2 separate regions of the Arabidopsis thaliana genome follow, and region 2 is linked to region 1. Evidence: chromatin contacts called from public capture Hi-C data. All regions are on one chromosome and are shown on one strand. The core of a region is the stretch at or near the end of the contact, and the rest is flanking DNA. Distances in the headings are between cores, read along the strand shown. Region 1 holds the start of AT1G52140 (Avr9/Cf-9 rapidly elicited protein). Region 2 holds the start of AT1G52430 (Ubiquitin carboxyl-terminal hydrolase-related protein).

Region 1 (6,022 bases), core at 1,006-3,505:
TATAGTCATCTTAGGACCGGACCGAACTTTATAGATGATGTTTTTGTATCAAACACATGTATAATTGTATACTTGTCTTAATCACTTTTATTTCCCAACTAAGGAAAGAATTTCTTAGAACCTTGATCTTCATTCTGGATTTTTAGAATCTAAAAAGATGAAAAATAGTGACTTACTACAGAAGTTTTTATTGACTCTGTCATATATAAGCTTTTTTCTTGGTAGTGGTAGAGTTGTTGTTTTGATACGTAATTGGCTTATTGCTATGACTAGGAACTCAAACTTGTGAATATATTATTAAGAAAATTAAAAGATGTAAAAGGAAATTAAAGAAAAAAAGCTGGAAACCAAAGCACTTTTCTCTCTTTTGCTTTAGGGAAAGAGCCAAACAGCTTGCAATGTCCTCTTTATAACTTCATGTTTCATTTCACTAAAGGTGTATATCAAAATATATTACAACAAGAAAAAATTTCTTAGCATGTTTTCAGTGCGTTAATGTTTATTTAAAGTGATTCTGCAAATATTAAACTACCGTAAACTTCATATAATCATTATACAAAAATTCGGGCTTTTGTATGAGATTGTAAACTCGAGGTGGTTAAAAACAAAAATATATAGAGATGTAATAAAGTAATCTGCAAATAAGAAAATGTAAACCTCTTGGGTCTATTTTGGGGTCATTACAAGCAATTGATTAAAACCCTAATAAGATTCAAGCCGTACGAAATGGTAGATACTAATGAAAGGACGATACGGAGAATAATACACATGTACCTATATATGTCTTTATTTGAGACAACAAAACAGATACAAAATCAAATTTAAAGTCATATGATAAAATAAGAATAAATTTTTGCATATCGTTATAATGATTGTCACTTACAAAAATAAATTTTGAAATTTTTAGTATGTCATCAGGCTATTCAATAAAAATATTATTGGATTCATATCTGTTTTTATTGAAATATAAGTATTTAAATTATATATAGTAGATAAAGATATTACAGTCATCACATTTAATTAATAAAAAATTGCTTATAACTTCATTTCAAAGTGTTAGATAGTTTTAAATTTACTACTTTTAAGTTAAAGCTAGAGAGATCTCTTGTTGAAGTGTGTAACATAATGGATAGTGGGAAAAAAAAGTTTTCATTAGAAAATACAATTACTAGTTTAATTGCAACAAATTTTGGTGTCGTTATGAAAGTTTGTTGATTCAGAGATTGATTAATTTTCATTAGGATTAACTTTGCTTTCGTCACTGCAAATTCCACATAACAATACATATTTTACTAATAGAACCGATGATATTTTTTTATTCATAATATCCAATTGTGTTAGGAATCGAAAATAAAAACCCCCCAAAATATCATTACATCTTTGGATTTTAATCAGCACAAAACGAGAGAAAAAAAAGAAAGAAAGAAAAAAGGGTAAAAAAATATTTAAGGAAGAAGAGAAATATGACGAAGATACACACAATTCGGATTAATATTTAGCTGAACTCAATCATTTTTTTCTGCTGATTCAAGTTCTTATAAAACTTCTTTATAAAATCATCAGCTGCTTTGTCAACGTGTCCATTAGCCACATCACCATTTTCCGGCGTTAACGGAAACGGTGAGTCCGTTACTCTTAACGGTCTAACCAATGGAGTCTGTCCAAAACCGGGGAAATAAGGAGACAAAGCCACCGTTAAATCTGCCGGCGTGACGTTTCCTTTCTCTCCAACGCCGTTAAGAAGCTCAAGAACGGCTCTAGCGGCGGCTACGTCGTCGTCAAGCGTCTGAGGCGTTTGACCACACGTGAAGAGATTATTGTGACTCTTTTTCCTCATGAAAGCCATATTAGAGAAAGGGAATGAATAGTTTGGAGTGTTGCTGCAGCTAAACTCGTACTCTTGTCGCGATGACGCGGTGGCTGAAGTAGCGTTTAGAGCGGCTGAGGCGGTGGAACCGGCGTGGACACGACGACGTTGGTGGAACATGAGGTTCTTGCCACGTTTGAGAGTGGCGTTGAAGTCAGCGATGAGTTTGTTTTTTGAGACGCCTTTGCGGATCATGTACAAGAGAAAACGTACGATGTTCCATAGCTTCTTGCTTATTGGTACGTTTTGATCCATATCAAGATTTTTTAGAGAGAAAAAGAGAGATTTGTATTATTTTATTTTTTTTGGAATTTGATTACTTATGAGCTAAGGAGAAGAAATGTGAGGGGTTTATAAAGGACGAAAGAGAGAGAGAGAGAGTGGTACTAAAACGTGCAAAGATTATAAAAAGATTTGAAAGACAAAGCAAAAGCTTATGTATTACTATTGGAGCATAATTATTGCATCCATGTAACTTTAAAAGAAAAACAAATATAATGAACAAGGACCAATTGTTGTATCTTAGATTTCATGGTTTTAAAGAAGAAGAAAAAACACTAGCTATGTAGGAATTATTGCAGCCTCTGATTAAAATTAGAAATAATCAAGATTCTAGGGTAAGTACTAAGTAGTTTTCTTGCAAGGTTTTATCCGATATTCCGATATATATAATTTTTAATAAATGAGAATCGGGTAAAAATATATAACCATTCAGTGTGTTCACAATGAGTTACCATGAATGAAATTGAACTAATACTCGAATAAATTAATATTGAATCGAAGTGAATCGTTTGCATGCATCTAGCAAGTTAGTGTCAACGTCCGCATGCAATATGCATGAATTGTTCTAAGAATGAAATTACGATAGCTATACAAAATCTAATATATTTTTTAGGATATTTAGATGTAATCAAGTTAGGTAGGCTTAGGGATTCTGATTCATACGGTATCAAATCGACATGCCTACTATGTCAATATGTCATTATCATACGATCATTAAAACAAACATCTAATCACGAATTTTTCTGAATACGTACAAACATGTAACCACTGGTAAGACTCAGATAATATTACTCAACTCAAATAATGGAAAAGTAGAAACAAAAATACAATTTAAGGTGGAAGAGAGCTATAATAAACTCTTAAATATCAACTTTTTTTTGTACTTTAGATTGCACTATGTATGATAGCCATAATATCTATATACGGATTTTATAGGTCTTGCTTTATGTGTTAAATAATTGCTGCATCCTTTTCTTAATATCTTTATGAGGATATTGAGTTTCAAATTAAAAACAAATAACTCTTTTTCTATTATTGGCACACAATATTCATCCTAAACTAATGGCCGACATTAATGTTGTTTTTCCTTTGATTGAAATTGAATTATTTCCGTGTTTTGAAATTTTCATTTCGTCAAGTTTTCATAGACATGGAAGTATGGAACCAACTTTATGGTTCACTCAAGCAAAAATGAATAGCTCAAAATTATAGAGTTAGCCTATAAACACCATAAATATCGAATTCTTCAGAACTTCCAAAGATAAGTCTAGATTTTAATATCTCTCTGGTTATTTTTCTTTATAAGAAAAAAAATTCTCAACCTTATCCTAAACAATCCAATTTGTCGCTGTGGAAACCTACACCAGATAGAGATGGTCATGGTTGAGTGTAATGATTGTCATACATTTTAGGAAAGGAAAAAAGATAAATTGTGTGATGGGCAAAATTTCTTTGTAAAGAAGTCGAATAAAACTTTAGAAAGCTAAAATGTACTAATAACAAGAAAAGAAAAAGATCATCATTATCACTCTTAATCAAACTACAAATTAAGCAAGCATTTCTTGAGTTTTGAAACAAAACACTGTTTTACGTGTTCACAGCAACATCAAGAACAACAACAACAACAACAACAACATGACCGTTTTACAATACAGCCAAAAGGCAAAAGCTTAGTCTGAAAATACAAAATACAATAAATCTCACACAAAGGACCAATTGATGAACACAAAGCAGATGCAATGAGCATTTTCTTCTTCATTGAGTACTTTCCAAGCAACTGCTCTCTCATACGAAACTGGTCTCCCCATGCTTGAGAGACATATCCCGCCTTGAAGGCACGCGAAGCCCTGAAAAAATAGATCCTAGTAAGTCGATAAAACTAAACATATGTGATAAGAATGAAGATCAGAAAATGTTTCTAAGAACCTGTTGCATGATCTGTGGGAACTCAGAGCAAAGAGTCTTTCTTCCATTGTCATCAAATATCTTCTCTAAAGAGATGTCTTGAAGAGCAACTAATGTAGTCTCCAGCATGTCAAGTCCCGCCTGGTTTGCAAATGTGAAGACGGGCAAGGCCTAACCGATGTTCAAATCCCAAAACAGATCAGCGAATACACGAGTCAAGTACTCCTATCGAATACACATTTATGTGTTTAACATTGTGTTTGTTACCTTCATTGAGCAGCAGATTATAGCATCAGTGTGATGCCAAAGATTCTTAAGAATAGATTCATTGCCGTCACTGTTTGATTTAAGTAGCTCAACACCCATGTAGCCCCTATTATCAATGGGTAAATGAGTCATCTTAGTAAACTAAACATTGTTGATTTGGTGGGAAAATTAGAACATATTTGATAGTTTGGTTTATACCTGTAACTCTGGCAAATCCAACGAGCAAGTGTTTGGGCTTCAGGAGTACCCAAAGGAGTGCGTAGACCAACTTGTGAGCTGATATGAGAAGGAGAAAGAGCCAATGCTACTCTCTGCACCGATGATATGATACCTCGAACATACTGCCTAGCCATGGATGCTACATGTTCTTGCATATGGCTCTCGATACCAAACTCAAATGCTATTGTCATCACAGATCTTGCACATGTGGAGTTTCCTGATTGATCAGTTGAGGCTTTTGTTCCAGCTGAACCAATTTCCAGTGCCGAAGCAAGATCCAAGGTTCGGTTTGGGCTAGATACTTCCTGCTTTTTTGGTTCAAGAAAAGCTTAAGAATCTGAATAATAGAAGACTTGGACAGAAAACATAACTTTTATTTACCTTTGCGGAATCAAGAGGGATAATACGAAAACCAGAAGGAAGCAGAGGTGCATCATCCGCAAACGAAGCATCGATTGGAGCAAATATAAGTTCCGCACAGGTTCCTACAGCATTTTCATCCATTCCGCTACAAAGCTAATAACCAAAAAAAAAATTATTTCAGGTACTAGAGACCAACATTAAAACCTTATGCAAAATAGACAACCTAAAGTACTTACTTGAAGAAGGAAGATATCTCTTGGAACGATTGCATCTTCAGGGGAATGACCAAGACCTTCCAATTTGATGACTTCCATAAACTGAATGAAAAAAAACCAACCATTATTCAACTTATATTATGGAGATAAAAGAAAAACATTAAGTTCATCGAAGAAAATTAAACTAACCTCTTCATGCTCAATAGTATGAGCAAGTGGAAGTATAACCTGCCCTCCAAATCCTCCAACTCGGGCACTACAAGGCCCTACTTTAACTGCTGCTGCTAGATACGCATCAATGTTGTTGTCAGCCCATTCTGACCTATGCTCCCTCAGAAACCGAAGCAGGATCGCCGGAGGAACATTCTGTAGGTGCAAAATCCCATAAAAAGAAGGTGAAAAAGTGTTGAAACAATCATCAGTTGATCTATAAAAAAAATGGTGCACTGACCTGTAAAAGCATTGATGCTTTTGCGCATAAAACAACATTGCTTACAGGAGCAAAGCCATTGGCAAATGTAAGATTTAGACCCATTAGCTTGTCTGGAGAAGAGTTTACAGTGATTGTGACATCATCCATGCTATCTCCTATCACTGACCATCCTTCATCAGTGAAACCATTTACAGCTTCATTGAAGCCTCTGTAGGGAAAAATTTTATAAGAAGAGGCAAATATAAAGGACACAAACCCACCAATAAGAAGAGGCAAATCGTAATTGTATATAAACCTGCTTAGCCTCTGGCTGAGAGCTCTTAAGGCAGCAGGACGCCGTCCCCACCCATTAACACTACTATTAGTCTGAGTAACCTCCTGAGCTATTTGCTTGAGCTGACGCAGTGCCTTTGAGACAAATTCGATTTGTATGCATCATTTGAGAACAGTAGTTTCAATATCAGAATGAGC
Region 2 (6,780 bases), core at 1,266-3,765, 130 kb after region 1:
CAGCAAAATCTTTGAGTCGATTAGAAGAACCTGCAAGTCATGTCGATAATTTATTAAGTTGGGATGAATATGTTACTCTGTTGTTAATAATGAATATTACAGTCATGAATGAACCTTGTGGGTGACCACTAATGTCAGAAGGCCTATGGACTCCAGCACTTTATCGTCCCTACAACTTTTCTGCTCACGTATAAGATTCAAGCAGTCATCTAAATCAGGGACATCAAATGGTGGAAGCAATGCTCCTTCCAAAACATCTCGTACTGCACCCAAGAATATTTTTCTATCAACGGAAATTTCAGGGAGTATCTCTTCACACTCATCGCACAGAATAGATGCGTATCTGATCCACTGATCTTCCTGAAGATTCCTTCTCCTTTCATCTTCACTCATACATATTCTCTCGATTATCATAAGACTTGTGACATAACCTAAGAGCAACTTTCGATTTGTATATTTGGTTTCCAGATTCCTACATGTGAACTGAACAGCTCTGAGAACAGCTAGCCATATATCAAGATTGTATTCCCTGATAGGTTTGGGAAAGATCTTATCTACTGAAATGTTGTCATATAACCAAGGTATGATATCATCTCCCTGAGCATGTGCCTTGGCGTAGTGGGCAATGGGATCAAAAACATTGATTGTTCTTTCATCATCACATGGAGCGTTATTGCTTTTCAGCAGTCTTCTATCCAGAAGCAGATATGAAAACTGAGGGTCAAAGTCGATATTTTCTTTAACCCGAGTACGATCCAAGAAACTGTCCACTGCTCTGCTAACCAGCTTTGCACCATCATTCCTTTCACACTTTAAGTTATTTAGAAAGTCTAGAATCTGATTGAGTTCAGGACATTCCAAAAAACAGATACTCTGAGGTGTTTCCACTAGTAGAGAATCGACAAGACTCTGTGCAGAGACTTCAAGTTTTTCAAGATGCTTAACCGGAAAATACATCACCCAGTCTCGAACACTGCATGATAACGTTTTATGGTCACAAAGAGACACAAGGAGCAATTTGATTTCCTTGAGTAACTTACCGCGCTCTTCATCCGCAGCTAAAGGCCATTCTTTGGACCACCCATTCTTACATTTAGATGCAAACGCTTTCACATCTGCGAGCTGATTCTTGATCATTTCAACCGCAGCCGCTGCATCCACTGGTTCCCAACTTCCATTTGATATCTTACGAGCCCAGTCCTTCCCTATTCTCTGGACCTTATCCTTTTTTGTACCAGGTTTAAAATCTGCAGCATGTACTTCTTCAAGATGATTCTTACATTCCTCAGCACTAGAGAACCTCTTCGAACAACACATCCAGAATGTCCATATCATGTCTTTCCTTGCAGAAGCAAGAACGTTCTCCAAAACATCTCGTCCATCTCTGTAACGGACTCTCTCGACAAAAGATAAAAGCTTTGCAATGTTTACTTTCATAAAGTCTCTTTTGACCTTCACATCCAATCCCACCCAAAACGACCTCAATCTTTTCACCACGCCCTGACGTGTCTCTGGAATTTTCTCTGACTCCAAAACTTTTGGTTTAGAGACTTGTTTCATAGTAGAAGCAACTAGAGTCTCCGGAGAAGCAATCTTAGACTCTGCATCTTTGATTATTCTCAATATCTGCTTCTGTTTTTCATTGAATCGTATTTGCCGAACAACAGGATCCGTGATATCCTGGAAAGTAACAGATAAAGCTAGTTTTGCTTTCACCAAACACTTCTTGTAGTACATCAAAGATCCAAGCTTGTTGGCCAACATGTGAAGCGAATTTGCACAAAATGGTGATAACCTCTCATCTTCCGAGTAACATCCCACAGAACCTAACAAGTATGTGAATTCCATATCAGAGTTCTCTGTTTCTAGCGATAGTTTTAAGAATACTTGACCTTGTTTGATACGAATAAGCCATGCGTTTTGATCTTCTCTATGGATTCGAATCAAATCTTCAAGTATCTTCAATGCCTCGATGTAGTTACCTTTAGCGATGTGATCATTTGCATCTTTGTAGGGTTTTCCCTCCGTGATAGAAGAAGAAGACTCCATTGTAGACGATTCTCAAGATTCTTTAAGCTTTCTTGCTTCAGAGAGAAATTTGTGAAGCGGGAAAAAAAGAAGCAACGAAAATAACAGAATTGCATCGAAGAAGAAGCTGGGTTTTATAACGTGTGAGTCACGTGACACAAGGCTTTTATAACGTGAGAGTCACGTGACACAAGAATGATATATAAAAAAATAGCATTGGGAAATTTCGTCGAACACCTTGTGTGCAACATCCATAGCACTCCACTACTTCGAAAACCCAGAATTTCTGGGAATCTTCGAATTTTGCTTAAGATATTTGAATATAGAATGGTATTCATGTCGGGGATGAACGAAAATCAGACTTGAAATGATCAAAGAACAGAGGTTCACCAAATCAAGTAGCTTTGGGACATAAACAATTAAAAGCTTTTGCAAATCTTCGTCTTTTGTAATTAGAAACTTTTCATTTTTCATCACTAACCAATCTCCTCCTTCCAGCTGTTACGCCTTTTTATATATAAAAAAAGATTCTATGCACATTTTAAAAATTATTTGATTTTAAAATAATTGGTTGCTTACACATTGTTGGAGTATCAATTGTTTTTTTTTATATTAAAACGGAAACTTATATTAATTAAGTTCAAATTTCTAAAAAATATATTACTTCCTCTCTTTCAATTTATTTGATGTTTAAAATTTTCCCACATAGATTAAAAAATCATTTAATTTTTCTTATTTTCAATTAAAAACATTTGTTTCTTATTTAAATTTAAAACTGATTTAGTCACAGTAGAATGATAACATGTTAAATGTGATTGGTCCATATCTCTTTTTGGGACTAGCTCACGGATTCATATGATCATATTTTTATTTTTATTAGAACGTTAACTCATCTATTCTGCCATTTTGGTCAATGTTAACAAATAATAATATAATATCATAAGACTAGAGACTCAGATTCCTCTCGTTAGATCTTCTTCTTCTTCATTTGTCTTTCCATGTTTAGTATTTGAATTCCTAAGCTAGTACTGCTAGATTTTGTTTTGGGGCTGGTGATTTTACACCAAAAAAAAATATACATATATATATATCATAAGACTAAGAAATTGAAATTAAATAACTTGTTGAACCAAAACACTAAGCGGAAATTAACAAGTAAAATAAAATGTATACCACATCGAATTTGGTAATTGTTGTACCACAAGGTCGTGCAAGTAATGACATTTGTCTTTCTTTGTGATATTTTACTTAATTTAATTACACATCAAAACATTTCTCTGATCTCTATTACATATTAGAAGGGATTTGTAATCTGTTAGGTATATATGGTTGAAGATTAATCGATTTTTTTTTTTTGCAATGACTTTTTATTGTTTTTCCTTCTTGATTCTTCACTTTTTTTCTGTTGGTGTTATCAAGTTGTACATGGTAACCTCTTTTCAATACAGGAAAAAGAAAACAAGCATTTAGCTTTTGTCAAGTCAGTTTTTTCAAACATAAGAGTAATCTAGGAAGCCAAAGATGGAACGTTAATTACTACACTAATTTGATAATGAGACCAACGAACATTTTGACCTTTTGAAATAATACTCTCCACCTTCTAGCCTTGTGCATATTGTTGCTTGGGTTTGTTCAGCTTCGAGAAACACCAAACTCAACATTATATTCGCAAATTGTTCCTCCAAGCTTTTCTGTCAATGGTATTTGAAACGAAAAGATCAACTCTATATGACCTTCTTTTTTTGTTCTATAACAAACCGGAATTTTATTATACTTTTCTTAGAAACCACCAAAACGTGCGACGGAAGAATACCAAGTGCTAACCAAATTGATATTCAGGTTTAAGGTAGTTGTGGGACTTAAAACAAAAAAGAAGGAAATATTAAAGTTTACGTGTTCCACAATGAGGATGGAAATTTCTTTTTGTTTGGAAAGCACCCGTGACTCACTTAGTCATCTGAAATTCCTTATTCTTACCTATAAATATTTGAAGTTGTTGTACTCATAGTCAAGATTCTTTTTCTTTGTCGTTTCCTTAATTTAATTCTATACTAGTTATGGGATTCATAGTTGTTAGTAATTTGCTTTTATGTGTATGTATTCTTTGATCACACTCATGCCCCAATTAGAAATTTGATGCGACTAAGTTTTCCTATGACTCACTTAGTCATTTGAAACGACTCATAGTTTTTTAATTCTTTTTTGTTTCCTCAATTTATATCTATAATATTTGCGGGTTACATAACTATTACAGTTTTGCCAAAATGTGTATACCAACTAAAATAAAACGATTTAGTAAAAATTCATATATACGTGTGTAGGTGCATGCCCTACGAAATAGTAATTTAGAAAATGAAGTATATATATTATTGTTTTTTAAGATCCATCATTAATAGTCAACGTGTAAAAAACGAAAATCTCTACTAGTTCAGAGATTCATACATATTAACATTTTCCAAATATGTATAGTTGGTTTTATCAATTGATTAAACAAAACTAAAACAAATAATATGAAATATATTATTGGTTTCCACTTTCCAGCTGTAGTACACTGTAGATATCATAAGTTCAATTTCCTTGTTATCATTTCATATAGAATTAGAAAGAAATTAAACATTAAAACCTAGGTCTGGTTGCACATATTGATAATGAAACATCTAATTAATTAGGTTTCCTTCATTAATGAGTGACCAACCAATATTTTTGACATTTTGATTTAGTGAAACAGAAAAATATATCATGTGTTTGCTTTTTTGGGTGTATAAATACACATTGTTCGTCACATATTTTCACCATCACTGCTTTTCCAAAACTCCTCTCAAAATATAGAACAAAAATCGGCTGAGTATAGAAAAAAGACTATTTTCAAGTTCTTCTCATAAAAACATGGCGGCTTCTGGTATGTCTTGTTTCCTTCTTGATTTTCCATGTTATGTTAGTTTATTGTTTTCTCGTTGGTGTATATTGTCTTCTTTTCTCGTTGCTTTTGTGATGTATATTTTCTCTTAGATATTCAACATCACTCTTTGGTGTATATTTGCACATTGCTCTCCTTTTCATTCTCTTCCATTTCCCATCAATATAATGTGCAACTCTGAAATTTTCGCACGAATAAAAGAAATCTTCAATAAATAAAATAACTATTTTTTTTAGTTTTTATTAAAGTTGTGGGCTACTACTCTCAAACAATTTTGTTTGGTTAATGACGTTTTTCTATGGTAAAATCTTTGCAGATAGTAGAAACAACAGAGCAGATGAACCTGGTTTTGTTGTGCAACCTAAAGGAGAGCATAGAGTCATTATAGTATGGCTGCATGATAAGGATGAGCGTTCCTCTGAGTAACATTTATACCACATGACTTGTTTGTATTGTTTCATATCTTTCATTTGATCTAATCCAAGTTAATTATGAAAGAAAAAAATTCGTCTCATATGAACGAAATATTTTCTTACATTAATTATAGAAACTTTATCTTCGCTTCTTAACTTTTAATTTTTATTTTATTTCGTTGTTTCTCTTATTATGTTTATATTCTTTTTGCAGTTCACTTCAGTTTGTGGAACAATTGAATCTTAAAAATGTAAGTATCCATGAACATTTTATGTTAATTAAAACCCACTAATAGCTATTAATTTTGTTAACATCACGAATAATTTTTTTGACATACAGGTCAAATGGATATGTCCCTCTCTCGTGTTCCCCGATTCATGTGAGATAAAATGGCTTATACTCATCAGTTTTCTTGTAAACATTATTTGATGTCACAAAATTATTTGGGACTTTAACAAAAATTAAAAAAATGGTAATGTAGAGTGACCTAATATCGACCCATAATTATTTGGGACTTTAACAAAAATTAAAAAAATGGTAATGTAGAGTGACCTAATATCGACCCATAATTATTTGGGACTTTAACAAAAATTAAAAAAATGGTCTTACCAATCTTTATATACATATATTAAGTGGGCTTTTCCCTTTTTGAATATGCTTAATTAACATATATCTAATCTGTGACTAGTTACAGCTACTCAATGACTAAAACTTTATTTTGTATATAGTCATAAAAGGAGTGGGAGGTTTAGGAATGGGTGCAGCAGTAGCTCTCCACTTTGCAACAAGTTGTGCTCTTAACCATTATACTATAAATCCCCGAGTTGTTGTTGGAATCAGCGGGTGGCTTTCTAATTCGGGGTATACTCAAATAATTTCTTAAAACTAATTAATTTTACGTTTCACATCTCATTGAATGATGAAAGACTAATTATTAAACATTGCAGGAGCCTAAAACGCAGTATAGAATCTGCTTCACATGGGGCTCCAGCTCGTGCTGCATCGCAGTCAATCTTTATTACGCATGGAATATGTAAATCTAACCGGCTTCTCTTTCAATGTAACTATTTTCCTCTTTAGATAATGATCAGAGACAATGCTAAATCTTTATGATGACATGTGTCGCAGGCGATTCTGTTCCTCACCCCTGTGACTGTGGAGAAGAAGCTGTTTTGTCCCTTAGAGAGGCTGGATTTAGAGACGTCAAGTTCACACCATTTGCAAGGTAGATAAACATCAAATAATATTTTACATTTTAGCCCTGCTCTATATAGTATATACCATTTTTGGTTTGAATTTTGTTTTTTGTCTAATAAGTTATTGGGTTATGAACATGTGATGTAGGTTTGGACCGACTGCTCATGAGAACAATCGCAACGTAATGGTCAAAAGCTGGTTGGAAGAGAAGCTCCAGCTCGATG

The links. Capture Hi-C pulls out chosen DNA fragments and counts their contacts.
Region 2: a contact with region 1 is called in a capture Hi-C map of seedling, with 2.5 times the contacts expected there. The contact joins the promoter of AT1G52430 here to the promoter of AT1G52140 in region 1. A contact is called at or near these places in 1 of 26 Hi-C or Micro-C datasets (shoot) and 1 of 3 other capture datasets (seedling).

Annotation. Positions count from the first base shown.
Region 1 is chr1:19,406,064-19,412,085 of TAIR10.1, forward strand. AT1G52140 (Avr9/Cf-9 rapidly elicited protein) reads right to left here and starts at 2,256. Exons shown (of 1, transcript NM_104095.3): 1 at 1,196-2,256. The coding sequence starts at 2,122. The coding sequence ends at 1,496. It overlaps ATHB-15 (Homeobox-leucine zipper family protein / lipid-binding START domain-containing protein), which reads right to left. Exons shown (of 18, transcript NM_104096.3): 10 at 5,847-5,959; 11 at 5,570-5,759; 12 at 5,308-5,484; 13 at 5,140-5,220; 14 at 4,922-5,056; 15 at 4,520-4,845; 16 at 4,322-4,427; 17 at 4,076-4,225; 18 at 3,625-3,996. The coding sequence ends at 3,850.
Region 2 is chr1:19,533,907-19,540,686 of TAIR10.1, forward strand. It overlaps AT1G52430 (Ubiquitin carboxyl-terminal hydrolase-related protein), which reads right to left and starts at 2,516. Exons shown (of 13, transcript NM_104121.2): 1 at 115-2,516; 2 at 1-30. The coding sequence starts at 2,049. It overlaps AT1G52440 (alpha/beta-Hydrolases superfamily protein), which reads left to right and starts at 4,915. Exons shown (of 8, transcript NM_104122.2): 1 at 4,915-4,927; 2 at 5,262-5,367; 3 at 5,573-5,609; 4 at 5,699-5,738; 5 at 6,088-6,220; 6 at 6,307-6,392; 7 at 6,488-6,584; 8 at 6,704-6,780. The coding sequence starts at 4,915.